Linked DNA regions of Sus scrofa: regions 2, 3 and 4 are each linked to region 1. A link is a contact called in public Hi-C and HiChIP or PLAC-seq data. All regions are on one chromosome and are shown on one strand. The core of a region is the stretch at or near the end of the contact, and the rest is flanking DNA. Distances in the headings are between cores, read along the strand shown.

Evidence for each region. Hi-C and Micro-C count contacts between places; a contact is called where the count stands out from the background. HiChIP or PLAC-seq counts read pairs in DNA pulled down with a chosen protein or histone mark.
Region 2: a contact with region 1 is called in an H3K27ac HiChIP or PLAC-seq map of skeletal muscle. The contact joins two enhancer-like sites. A contact is called at or near these places in 2 of 2 datasets of contacts at active chromatin or transcription factors (alveolar macrophages and skeletal muscle).
Region 3: a contact with region 1 is called in an H3K27ac HiChIP or PLAC-seq map of skeletal muscle. The contact joins two enhancer-like sites. A contact is called at or near these places in 4 of 47 Hi-C or Micro-C datasets (embryonic fibroblasts, epiblast stem cells, fetal heart ventricle and 1 more) and 2 of 2 datasets of contacts at active chromatin or transcription factors (alveolar macrophages and skeletal muscle).
Region 4: a Hi-C map of skeletal muscle shows a contact between it and region 1, with 3 times the contacts expected there. The contact joins two enhancer-like sites. A contact is called at or near these places in 1 of 47 Hi-C or Micro-C datasets (skeletal muscle) and 2 of 2 datasets of contacts at active chromatin or transcription factors (alveolar macrophages and skeletal muscle).

What each region holds. Positions count from the first base shown.
Region 1 is chr16:50,689,388-50,692,090 of Sscrofa11.1, reverse strand. All of the region lies in intron 3 of LOC102164818 (a long non-coding RNA gene), which reads left to right. Among named protein-coding and RNA genes, the nearest start is that of BOD1, 44 kb to the left of the region's middle. Within about 2 kb of position 1,385, at least 12 of the 83 cell types and tissues checked have an H3K27ac peak or open chromatin away from gene starts, as enhancers often do. A contact at or near this core is called in skeletal muscle, where this site is marked.
Region 2 is chr16:50,433,923-50,436,625 of Sscrofa11.1, reverse strand. CPEB4 (cytoplasmic polyadenylation element-binding protein 4) reads left to right here. Exons shown (of 8, transcript XM_005657625.3): 8 at 1,859-2,703. The coding sequence ends at 2,086. LOC102164640 (a long non-coding RNA gene) reads right to left here. Exons shown (of 6, transcript XR_002339629.1): 6 at 1-2,373. Among named protein-coding and RNA genes, the nearest start is that of C16H5orf47, 35 kb to the right of the region's middle. Within about 2 kb of position 1,390, at least 6 of the 83 cell types and tissues checked have an H3K27ac peak or open chromatin away from gene starts, as enhancers often do. A contact at or near this core is called in skeletal muscle, where this site is marked.
Region 3 is chr16:50,464,468-50,467,170 of Sscrofa11.1, reverse strand. All of the region lies in intron 2 of CPEB4 (cytoplasmic polyadenylation element-binding protein 4), which reads left to right. Among named protein-coding and RNA genes, the nearest start is that of CPEB4, 33 kb to the left of the region's middle. Within about 2 kb of position 1,305, at least 13 of the 83 cell types and tissues checked have an H3K27ac peak or open chromatin away from gene starts, as enhancers often do. A contact at or near this core is called in skeletal muscle, where this site is marked.
Region 4 is chr16:50,543,382-50,546,084 of Sscrofa11.1, reverse strand. All of the region lies in intron 6 of LOC102164818 (a long non-coding RNA gene), which reads left to right. Among named protein-coding and RNA genes, the nearest start is that of CPEB4, 46 kb to the right of the region's middle. Within about 2 kb of position 1,329, at least 9 of the 83 cell types and tissues checked have an H3K27ac peak or open chromatin away from gene starts, as enhancers often do. A contact at or near this core is called in skeletal muscle, where this site is marked.

The DNA.
Region 1 (2,703 bases), core at 136-2,635:
ACACACGAGCCCTTCTAGCAGAGCTGACCCTCACTCTAGACCTGGGACCAACCTCACTGCCCTCTCTGGATGGGGTAAAGCTGGTAGCCAGAACCTAGAAGGAAAGTGAAATGGCCAAGACACATCTGAGGCTCCCCTGAGACTTCGCGGTATGGCCAGCGTGTCTCAAAGGGCTGGTACTTCTGTATTTAACTGACGGCTGCTGTCACCATTCACACCTCTGAGCACACTTGAGGAATCACACTTTCCTTTTTTGTTGTGGTTTTTCTTTGTTGTTGTTTTTAAATCCTAAGGCTCATTATTATTTTTTATTACCTTTAAGATCTCATTCCTTATTTTAAACATCCTCAATTAAGGCCACAAATTTCTGTTCAGCCACAATATAATTAGAGTTCATTATTCAGCCATAATTAGAGTTTTCTGATTTAATCATTGTTGAACTTTAACCTGGTAGGAGATCTTACCAGAAGGTATCCTTTTGCCTGGAGAACCCTTAAAATTGCCAATGAATTGATTCCTTCTTGAGAGTCCTGCCAAATCAAACAAATGCAGGCGAGCATTTCACTGCCATCTGAAAGACTGATACTCATCCTCCCGAAATCAAGCGGCTTCTCTCCCATTATCTTCACGAGCTGAGGCTTACGACATTTACATGGAAAATGAAGAGAGGCCAGCAGTTTGATTCCCCCCCCCCCTTTTTTTCTTCCTTGAGGAAATTGCTCTCTTATGCAAGAGAAATGTGAGTTCACCCACAGTGGAGCGAGCAGTCATGTGATAAGAAATCCATTTGCAAGAGAGGGAGTCTCGTTTTCCCTTTCAGAAGCTGCATTTGTTTGAGGGAAACACGAGAGAGAAGGCATTTTTCTGGGGGACAGCAAAGGGATTAAGGCATCACGGCGAGCACATGGCTTGGACATGAGCCCAATTAAAAAACCCCCACGAACCCACCTGACCCTCGTAGGAAAACCTGGAGCTGTCGTCATCCACTCCTTGATTTGAGAGATCAGCACAGTGACTCCGGAGATCATTAAGATTCTAGGGAATGAGTTTTCTGGTTTTGCCTGTGATTTCCATTTTCTCCTTACTGACAGAAAGAAGCTGCATTTATGGATCTTTCTCTTGGAAACCAGAGCTCCTCAGACTAGTTTTTTAAAATTTGGCCTCCCCTGCAGCCATCATGTCAAAGTTTAAATGGGTTCGTCTCGGCTGGTGCCATGAGAACTGTTCCCCCATCCCACCCCCACCCCTTAAAACAATTTTTTTTTTCTTCTTTGCCTTTGGAGATGGATTCACAGCCAAGGGCAGGCAATTATAGATTTCAAAGCCTGAGAACTCTGTTGCACTTTGCCAGGAACTGCTGAAGCAAGCAAGACAGCCTATTGGGCTTTGAATGCCTGGCCCGGAAGCAGGCCCTCCCGATGCAGCTCTCCCAGGATGGGCTAGAGGAGTGTGTGTTTGTCTTTGTTCTGCAAAGGGAAATCTAATTTCATCCCCGGAGCCCTATCTGCATGGCAATTCCGTCGCTAGGCAATACTGGCGTGTTCAAAAGGCTGGGAGATTGCCGAGTTTGTGAGATGCTGAGAGCTGGCAAGGTCTGGGTGAGGGTCAGCTTCCATTGAGCAGGGCAGCCCTGAGGCCTGACTCTCAGCCTTTATCTGCGACTCTGTTCCTTGGAGGGCTGCTATCTCTCTGAGGATTGAAGGCACCCCTGTGTCCCCAACCCAGCCTCCCCTGCTGCTCCGGCTGCGTCACAGGGCTTGGGAATGAGATCTGATTTCCAAAGCTGCTGACTGCAAAATGCCAACACTTGTTCAGGAAGCAGGCAGGTGCTGTGGCTAGAACTCTGAACTGGGAGCTACTTGGAGGTGGACCAGAGTTGGTGGATTGTATCTATCACCTCAGACAGTGCTGCTTTTCTCACGGATCCTACCTGTTCACAGGGGAAGAAGGTGCATAGCTAAGTAACCAGAAAGATATCGCTAGTGATGAGGGCTGTGATAACAGCAAAAGTAAGTTGTGTGAAAGAATTAAGACAAGATGGCTTCTCTGTGGAGGTGACATGCAAGGGGAGACTTAATAAGGAGCCAGCCATGCAGAGATCTGAGGGAACAGCCTCCTAGGGAGAGGGAACAGCAAATAGAGAGCCTCTGAGCAGGGAGTGATCTTGGCATGTCTGTGAGGCAGCACGTGTGGCCAGAGCCTGGTGAGCAAGGGGCAGAGGTCATGAGATGAAGTCAGAGAAGTAGGCGCAATCATAGGAAGAAGTTTGGGGGAGATGCTGAATATGTTGTGGTAGTTTTGGGGGTGCGGGACCGATGACTAGATTTGTATTTTAAGAAGCTCACTCTGCCTTTTGGGTGGAGAATGCATTGGGCGGGCACCAGGTAGGAAGGAGGGCTGCCAATCAGAAAGCTACTGCAGCACTCCAGGTGGGAGAATGAAACCATTTCATCCCCCAGTGACAGAAGGCACCTTCAACAGAACAAATAGGGTCGTCTTCTTTAAGAAAATATTTCTCGGGTTGTGCTTGTTGTGGCCATTGAGAGCCTCACTCCGATAGACAGCTGGATGGAAGTGATAGGGCTCTTGGAAGCATGTTTTTATTAACCAGGCTCCAGAAACTCACCTGTATGCAAGGGTCTGATTGAATGAGCAACAGCAGCCCTGCAGTAACGAGCCAGTGAGAATGGAGGTGAACACAGC
Region 2 (2,703 bases), core at 141-2,640, 260 kb after region 1:
AGACAGGTTTGTGTGCGCCACATTTCAGATTCCACACATAAGTGATGTCATGTGGTATTTGTCTTTCTCTTTCTGACTGACTTCACTTAGTGTGAGACTCTCTAGTTGCATCCATATTGCTGCCACAGATTTCTTATCTTTGTGTTTCATGCACTCAGCAAATGTTTTAGTGCCTAGGACAAGAGGTCCCTGTCCTCAGGGGACCTCTTTATGTTCTGGTGGGTAGAAATCTGTCCTGGCAGTACTACTCCAAGGGTGGCCTGTGAACCAACCGCCAGTTGATACGGTTTGTTGCTCGTTTGCAGTGAGATCCAGATTTACACCAGAATGTGAATCCACCACATTAGTAAGCATCGTATTTTAGTTCCGTTGAGATTTTTTTTCATAGAAAGACCTTCTTGATGAAGTAAGCAATATACTGATTTACATTCTGGTGTCCGCTCCTTATTTCATGGCAGACTAGCGCTTTCCTTAGGGCCAACGTAGACATCCAACACTCCAAGGCATTGTGCTCAAAAAAGTCTTTATTGGTTTGACTGTATTGTGCCTTTCTCGGTTCAGTACGTAGAAACTATCAAGTCAATAGTGGTCTTCATTTACTGCTTCTATTCCGTTTCATGTTTATTCTACTTCGGGTGGCAGCTGAAATTTTACCATTCTGGTGGTCATCATGCTCTACGGGGGTATAGTAAGGAGAAGGGTGTGGATTCTGTTGTAAGCTCGGATGAAGGGGGCAGGAGGAGCTCCTTTTTATTCACACTGAAAAATACACACATCCTGAGTGCACAGTCTCTCCTACCTCGCTGCTTCATTGCTACATGGGTTTCAGAGTCGTAAGATTCGCCCTTAGAAATTCAGACTTCATTTGTATTCCTCTGTGATCCAGTTCTTTGACCTGTGTCCCTGTCACTGTGAGTGTTCTGGAATGGCCTCAGGGCCAGGAGCTCAATCCTCTGGTTTATTCTGCTCATCCTGCCTTCCCTGTCACTTTTCTTTTGCTCACGGCTAACCTTTGTCAGGATTTCTTGTCAGAGGTGGGTGGCGCCAGTGGTAGTAATAGCCTGGTTTAAGGGAGTTTCAATTGTGAGTTGCTCCAAGACTAAAAATACCCGACCCTCTTCTCACTGGGGAATTAAGAGCCAGCTTATTTTTAATGCTTGAGAGGCTCAAATGGCAGCTTGGCCTGTCGGACGCTGGAGCAGACCTCATTTTATGAGACTCTCCAACTGAGGTAGACCATTCTTCCTGACAAAGAATAAAGCGAGGTTTTGGATTATGAGTCCTGGGGCTGTATCTTGTTTTGCTGGAGTTAGAAGTTCATGACTGTAACCCAAGATGTGTTCGCCGTGAATAGAAACCATGACTCGGGCCTTATTACAGCTCAAGAGCGTGTGATGCAAGCAGCTTCGCTCTGACTTGTACATTGAGGTGCTCTGTTGTGGCACTAGGACTCTCTTAGTTGGTCTGGTGCAGATTATAATTCTGCATCTGACAGCGACCCGGATCCACTGATTAAAGTGGCGGTTCGTGTCCATGAAAACTCTCCTGTGGGTCAAACCTCCTTCTGATGTTCCCAAACATGAACTTGGCTTCACTTTTCAATTTCTGCTGGAACCTTTCTTTCATTTGAAAAGTATTTATTTAATAAGACAAAAATGTAAAAGGATGGGTATAAAAGCCTTCCCAGGTGCTTAAAAGATGAACTGTCTGAATTTCAGTGACAGCGTTACCGGCCCTTCCTTTTGGGCACTTGGCACAGACTCCTTTAGACAGTGGCTGCAAGCGTCCACCCGCGGTCAGAGTTGCCAGGTCCGTTCACTGAGCAATGCCAACTCCTTTCTTTGCTCTTTGATTGCAGGTGGAAGTTAAGCCATATGTCTTGGATGATCAGCTGTGTGATGAATGTCAGGGGGCCCGTTGTGGGGGGAAATTCGCTCCATTTTTCTGTGCTAATGTTACCTGTCTGCAGTATTACTGTGAATATTGCTGGGCTGCTATTCATTCTCGCGCTGGCAGGGAATTCCACAAGCCCCTGGTGAAGGAAGGCGGTGACCGTCCCCGACATATCTCCTTCCGCTGGAACTAGAGGATAACTGCAGTGCTCATTTTCAGGCCTCCGAATAAGTGCACTCTTCTGTTCATTCTGCCCCCTTCCTCAACCTCTTCATGCTGGCATGTCCTTTTGTGCAGTCTGTAAGCTAACAATAGTCTAACGGAAAGAATGACCTATAATATAGGTGTTTTGTAGATTCTTGTGTCACTGAAAACAATATGTACGAACTCCTTTTTCGTATTGCCATCATGTTGCAGGGGAGTTTTCTTCTCTTGTTTTGCTGGAGACACCAAGAGGGCCCAAACTTCCTGCAACATTTTCTTAGAGGAGAGAGAGAAATATTAAAAGAGAAATGAAACAATAGAGTATTTTGGGGTTTTAATTAAATGATTATTAATATAACAGATAAGAATACTTTTATTAAAGTAACCACGTAACAATAACACTATCAATCTCTCCTGACGCGGGGTTTCCCCCAGGGAAGTGCTTTTGCCTTTCTCTTTCTTTTCTTTCATCTTTTTTGCTTCTCTCACTTCTTCCATCCCCTTTTTATTCTTTTAACAGCAGTGGAGGAAGTTAACAATTATTAACAGGAAAGAGCATGTTAAAGCAAACGTAAATGCACAAGCGAGATTGAAGCAGCATTACAA
Region 3 (2,703 bases), core at 56-2,555, 220 kb after region 1:
TTAGGGGGTGGAGGTCAAAATAGAATCACTGAGGGAGCTTTTCCAAGCTGGCTTGTTCTTTTTGCTGATTCTGATTCACCAAGTCTGTCATGAGACTTAAGCATATGTGTATTCCAGCAGTGATTCAGATAGACTGCCCTCCCTCCTCACCCCCACCCTCACTCCACTTTGAGAACCACTTCGGGTAGATGTATAAAGTCTAAAGCTATGGGGGCTGCTCATAAAACAAATACATATCAAGCAAACACTAAGTGCCAGGCACTATTTTAGGCCTTTGGGATATATCAGGAAATAAAAACTTAGACTCTTGGCCTAATGCAGCTTATCCTCCAAATAATTTGCAGACATCTTTGAACAGTCTGTTTATTTTTAAGGCTAATGAAAAGAGGAAGACTCAGTGCCTTGAGTACTGATAAAGGAAAATAGGACCTGGGCCTTTTGAGAAATAACAAAGGTGAAATTAGATTAGATGTGAAATCAAAGCTCATTCTTCGTTAAGATTCAGTAAAGTCATTAGGATTTACGTTAAATTAGAGATTAGCGTTAATGATAGGTATGTATGCAGAAAGCCAACCACTGACTTAGCTCATTGCTTTTTGGGGAGGGGCTCGTCTCATCTCTAAAGTTCTCCATCATCCATACGTAATTTAGCTTAGAGTCCCAAGGGATTTCATGAATTTGTCTTGATCTTCTTCATGTTGGTACAGAGAACCATTTCTCAAAATCGTTTTTACTGGAGTTCCTACTGTGGCCGTGTGTCTCTGCAACACAAAAACGAAGGCTAAATCCCTGGCCTGGCACAGCAGGTTAAAGGATCTGGAGTTGCCCCAGCTGCGGTGGAGGTCACAACCATTGTGGCTCAGGTCTGATCCCTGGCCAAGGAACTCCATATGCCAAGGGGCCAAAAAAGAAAGAAAGAAAAAAAAATCACCTTTACCTTTGGGGGAGTTCTACAATTATTTATTTTTATTCACTGGTTCTTTTAAAATATGTCTCTTATAACACATATTTCTTTTCATCAGCCTTTTTGCAAGGTAGGAGGATTTTAATGTACTGCCTTGGCTTTGTTTCTAGATTACTGAAAACTTTTCTAGTACCCATTGGTCTGTTTTTCCACTTTTCTTTCCGTTATATTATCTTCTTTTTTTTTTTTTTTTTTAAACTGACTTTGGCTGGTTTATTTTGGATAAAAACTATGCCTAGTTTTTTAAAGCTTAAAAAATTGCCATTAATCACTGGTATCATAACATCCTCTTAAGGCAAGTTATCTTGTTGCTCTGTCCTCTAAATGTAGCATCCAGAGTCAGAAGGCCTCTGGCAGGGATAAAAATAGCCTTCCTGCTGGCTGGTTTGTTGTTAGGTTTACTGGCAGTAGGAAATCTTTTGAATTCCTTAATTGGATCAGCTCTTTGCTAGTGTCTCTCTAGACATTCCCTTCTGCCTGAAATTCGTAAATGTTTTAGATCTTCCAACTTTGTACCTGCCCTGAGTCAAAGCAATCCTTCTACATGAAACCAACCTTAAGCTATAGAAACATAACCCATTGACTTATCTTAAAGATAAATGTTAAATTTTTTGCCACCGTGACAGTCTGTTTTTCAGCTATCATATCAGAATTGAAAGATTGAATCTGAGCTATTGGTACAAAAGGAAGATCCTCCTTGGCTTTTATTAAAAGTAGCATTTTTAAGCTGAATTTTCAAAGTTTTCATTTCCTAATATACTTCTGCTTCTGCCAGTTTGGCTATCATAAAAGTAAAGAGGTTTTTTTTCTCTTCTCTTCCCCGGCGAAGAATTATATCCCTGTTTGTAACTCAGAACATTAGCAAACTCGCTTCTCTGAAGCTGAAAAAATCCCCCCATAATATGGCCACTCCCTTCTCCAAGGTTCCAGTTTGGGTCTTATGTGGCTTAGAGGAATTTTTCCTTTTTCTTTCTCTCACAAGTAGAAAATTATTGATTATCTCTGGCTTAGAGTTGATGAGGGAAAGGGAATGAATATTAATTGAGCACATAACTCTAAACTGGGGAGCTTTTCTGGGCATTCTGCAAAAATTATTTCTTGAATTTCTTACATGTAAATGGAAATCTCTGTTTCTCTGAGGTTCAGAGAAACAAAGTAATTTGATCTAGCTCACAAGATGGGCTTTGTCCAGCTCTACTCTTTTCACTGCGTGTTTCACTGCGTGGCAGAGACCACCAGTTGCTGGCTTTGTTTTTTTCATTCATTCAGCAGCTACTTATTGAGCACCTTCTCTTCTCTAAGCTCTGAGTTTCGAGACCCAAAATCTGTCCTTAAGGATTTTGTCACCCTAGAGGAAGAGAGTTTAGAAATAGATAATTTAAATATGGTATAATAAGTATAAGGGGTGTTGTATGGAGCCCATAGGCCTGTCTAAACCAGAGAGCAGGTGGCTTGGGGCAGGGATTTTCCGTAGGTTGCGAGACCTGTGAAAGAAGCTACCTGGACAAAATTGTGGAAGCTTGAGTGGTGAAACAACATCGGAAGCAGAGAGAAAGGAAGGCGTGCCAGAGGAAAGAACCAGAAGTAAAAGTTAATGCCCCATCCTGCCAAAAAAAGTTAGTGGGCCAGTACTTCTGAAAGTCCAGAATACCTACTGCGAGAAGGGAAATGGCAGTGTGAGAGATGAACCTAGAGAGATAGGCAAGAGAATTCAAATTTTTTATTTTTATTTTTTACAA
Region 4 (2,703 bases), core at 80-2,579, 150 kb after region 1:
CATTTTCCTATGGAGAGGAAGAATTGATTTCAAAACTCAAGTTTAGGACCCTCTGTTTGCTTGTTTTGGTTCTAACTTCTTTCCTGGTCTGAGCCTATTAAATCTAACTTTCCCTAATCTTGATTTGGTCCCTAGGTATAAATTTCTTCTTTAGTGTATTATTGTTTTGCGTTATTGTGCCCATATAACACTGTATGTGTGATGTTGTATCGTAGTGTATTGTATTGTGAGATACACACAGAAGGAGGTTAATTTGATACACATAAACAGTCGTTGGGAAGACAATTTATCAAAATATTAAAAATTTTTTCATCTGCCATAATCACACAATCTTGTAAACCCAGATGATGATGAAGCGGGTTGGTGGAGGAGGGGTGTATGTATGTGAGACAGAGACACAGAGAAGCTTCAACTAGAGCGTATATAACTCTATAGTCTGTAGTAGGCTCGGGCCCCTGGTGACAGTTTGCCACCTGAGACAGTTTGTGATCTTTATCTGCTGTCTTCTGATAAGCCTGGATGACACACTTCCCTCTGGCCTGTACATCTGTTACTGCCTCCTGGCTACATCCTGGTCTCCAGAATGGGCACCTTTGATCCACTTTCTGTTGGATCCTGGTGTTACCCACAAAGTAACCTTCGAACTTCCTAATCTAGTGCAACCCCTTCATTTTATAATTGAGACTCAGAGATGTAATGGGACTTTCCTAAGATCACACAGCCAGGGAATGGCACAGTCAGAACCAGAATTGAGGTTTCATTCCTTTGTTCCTTCACTCCTGCATACATACATTTTTGTTTATTCAAAAATATTTCTGAGGATGACTAGGCCCCAGGCATACTGCAGCTGCCAGAGACACAGCAGTGGGTGAGATGAGCACAGCGCCTGCTGTCTTCAGGCTCCCATCCTAGAAGGGCAGATAACAGGAGGGACAAGGGGATTTCAGGTTGTGCCAAGTGCTCTGTATGCCAAGCACACAAAGGGACAGCTGGCTAGGAGTGAGAGGTTGGCGCAGTGTGCGGAGGTGGCAGAGGCCCCTTTAGGTAAGGTGGTCTGCCTGCAAGGACTGCTTTGATGACGACATCTGAACCAGGAGCCATCCCTGGGAAGATCTGAGTCTGGGCATGTGCATGAGGTCCCAGAGAGGACACCATCTTGGCTTGTTCTAGAGTCAGGGACATTGTCCGTGAGACTGGGGCACAGGGAGCCAGCTGGAAGCAGGTCACAGGAGAAGGGGTTGAAGGGGATGGCAGGGCCACCGCAAGGGCTCCTGCTCTGTCCCCTGGGCCTTTCCCTCTGTGTTTAACCTGACCAAGGCTCACCCCTTCTCGCTGGATCAGATTTACATCCAGTGGTATTTTTAGCCTTCTCGCTCCGGCTCAGTGAACGCACCCCACATGAAAGAGGAGACAAATTTATCTTTGTGGTTGAGAAATATTCACATGGGAGAGGCAACGTGACAGCAGGAAAGAGCTTTGGAGTGCAGGAGAGCTCAATCTGAACTTCAGTTCTGCCTCTGAACTAGGTGAGGTCCTTAGGCAAGATTCCCTCCCCTCTACACGCCGACGTCCCATCTCTAAGATGGACTTAGCAAGAAGTGGTGTCTGTATACACCAGGCACTGGTTTAGGTCCTTTATGAAGAGTATCTTGATTTATCTCCCTAAAAACCCTCTACTGGTACCGTTGCAGACATACCTTGCTGTATGGCACTTCGTGGATACTGTGTTTTTCCCAAAGTGAAGGTGTGTGGCAAACTTTCTCCAAGCAAGTCTATCGGCGCCATTTTTCCAACACCCTTGGCTCACTTTCTGTCTCTGTGTCACATTTTGGTAATTCTCACAATATTTCAAACTCTTTTCATTATTGTTGCATTTGTGACAGTGATCCCAGATCAGTGATCTTTGATGTTACTGTTGCAAAATGATTACAACTGGGAGTTCCTGCTGTGGCACAGTGGTTAAGGATCTGGCATTTCCTCAGCTTCGGCTCGGATTCGATCCCTGGCCCGGGAACTTCCATATGCCATGGGTGCAGCAGGGGAAAAAGAGAGTTACAACTTGCTGAAGGCTCAGATGATGGTAAGCATTTTTTGGCAATGAAGCATTTTTGAATTAAGATATATACATAGTTGTTCCAGACGTAATGCTCTTACACACTTAATAGATTACAGTATAGTATAAATGTAACTTTTTTATGCTCTGGGAAGCCAAAAAAATTCAGGTCTTGCCTTATTGAAATACTTGCTTTATTGTAAGCCCTCAAGATCTCCATGGTCTGCCTGCATTATCAAGCCCATTTTATTACTGATGAGGATACTGAGACCCAGAGAGGGGGACCTGGAATTCGAATCCCAGACGTCCTGCCTCTTGTGTGTGATGCTGCTGTCGGGAGGCTTGAAAGAACCAGGTTTCCAGCCTGGGCCCTGACAGCACTTAATCAATCTTCTGTTTACCCTAAGGAAGCAGATGGATAGTGTCGCAACCAGATGCTCTGTGGTTACAAATGTGAGGCAGTGGAGAGAAGCAAAGCAGGTTGGCTGTGTTGCTCACTAGATCCCCAGCTCTGCAGCTAGATGCCCGAGATGTTCCTCGTCCATTTCCACCACTGAAAAATAAACGGGCTCAACGTCTTCCCACTCTACTTACTTGTGGTCCCTTAGCTCTGACCTTCTCCTCTGCATTTCACCGTTATTCAAGGTCCC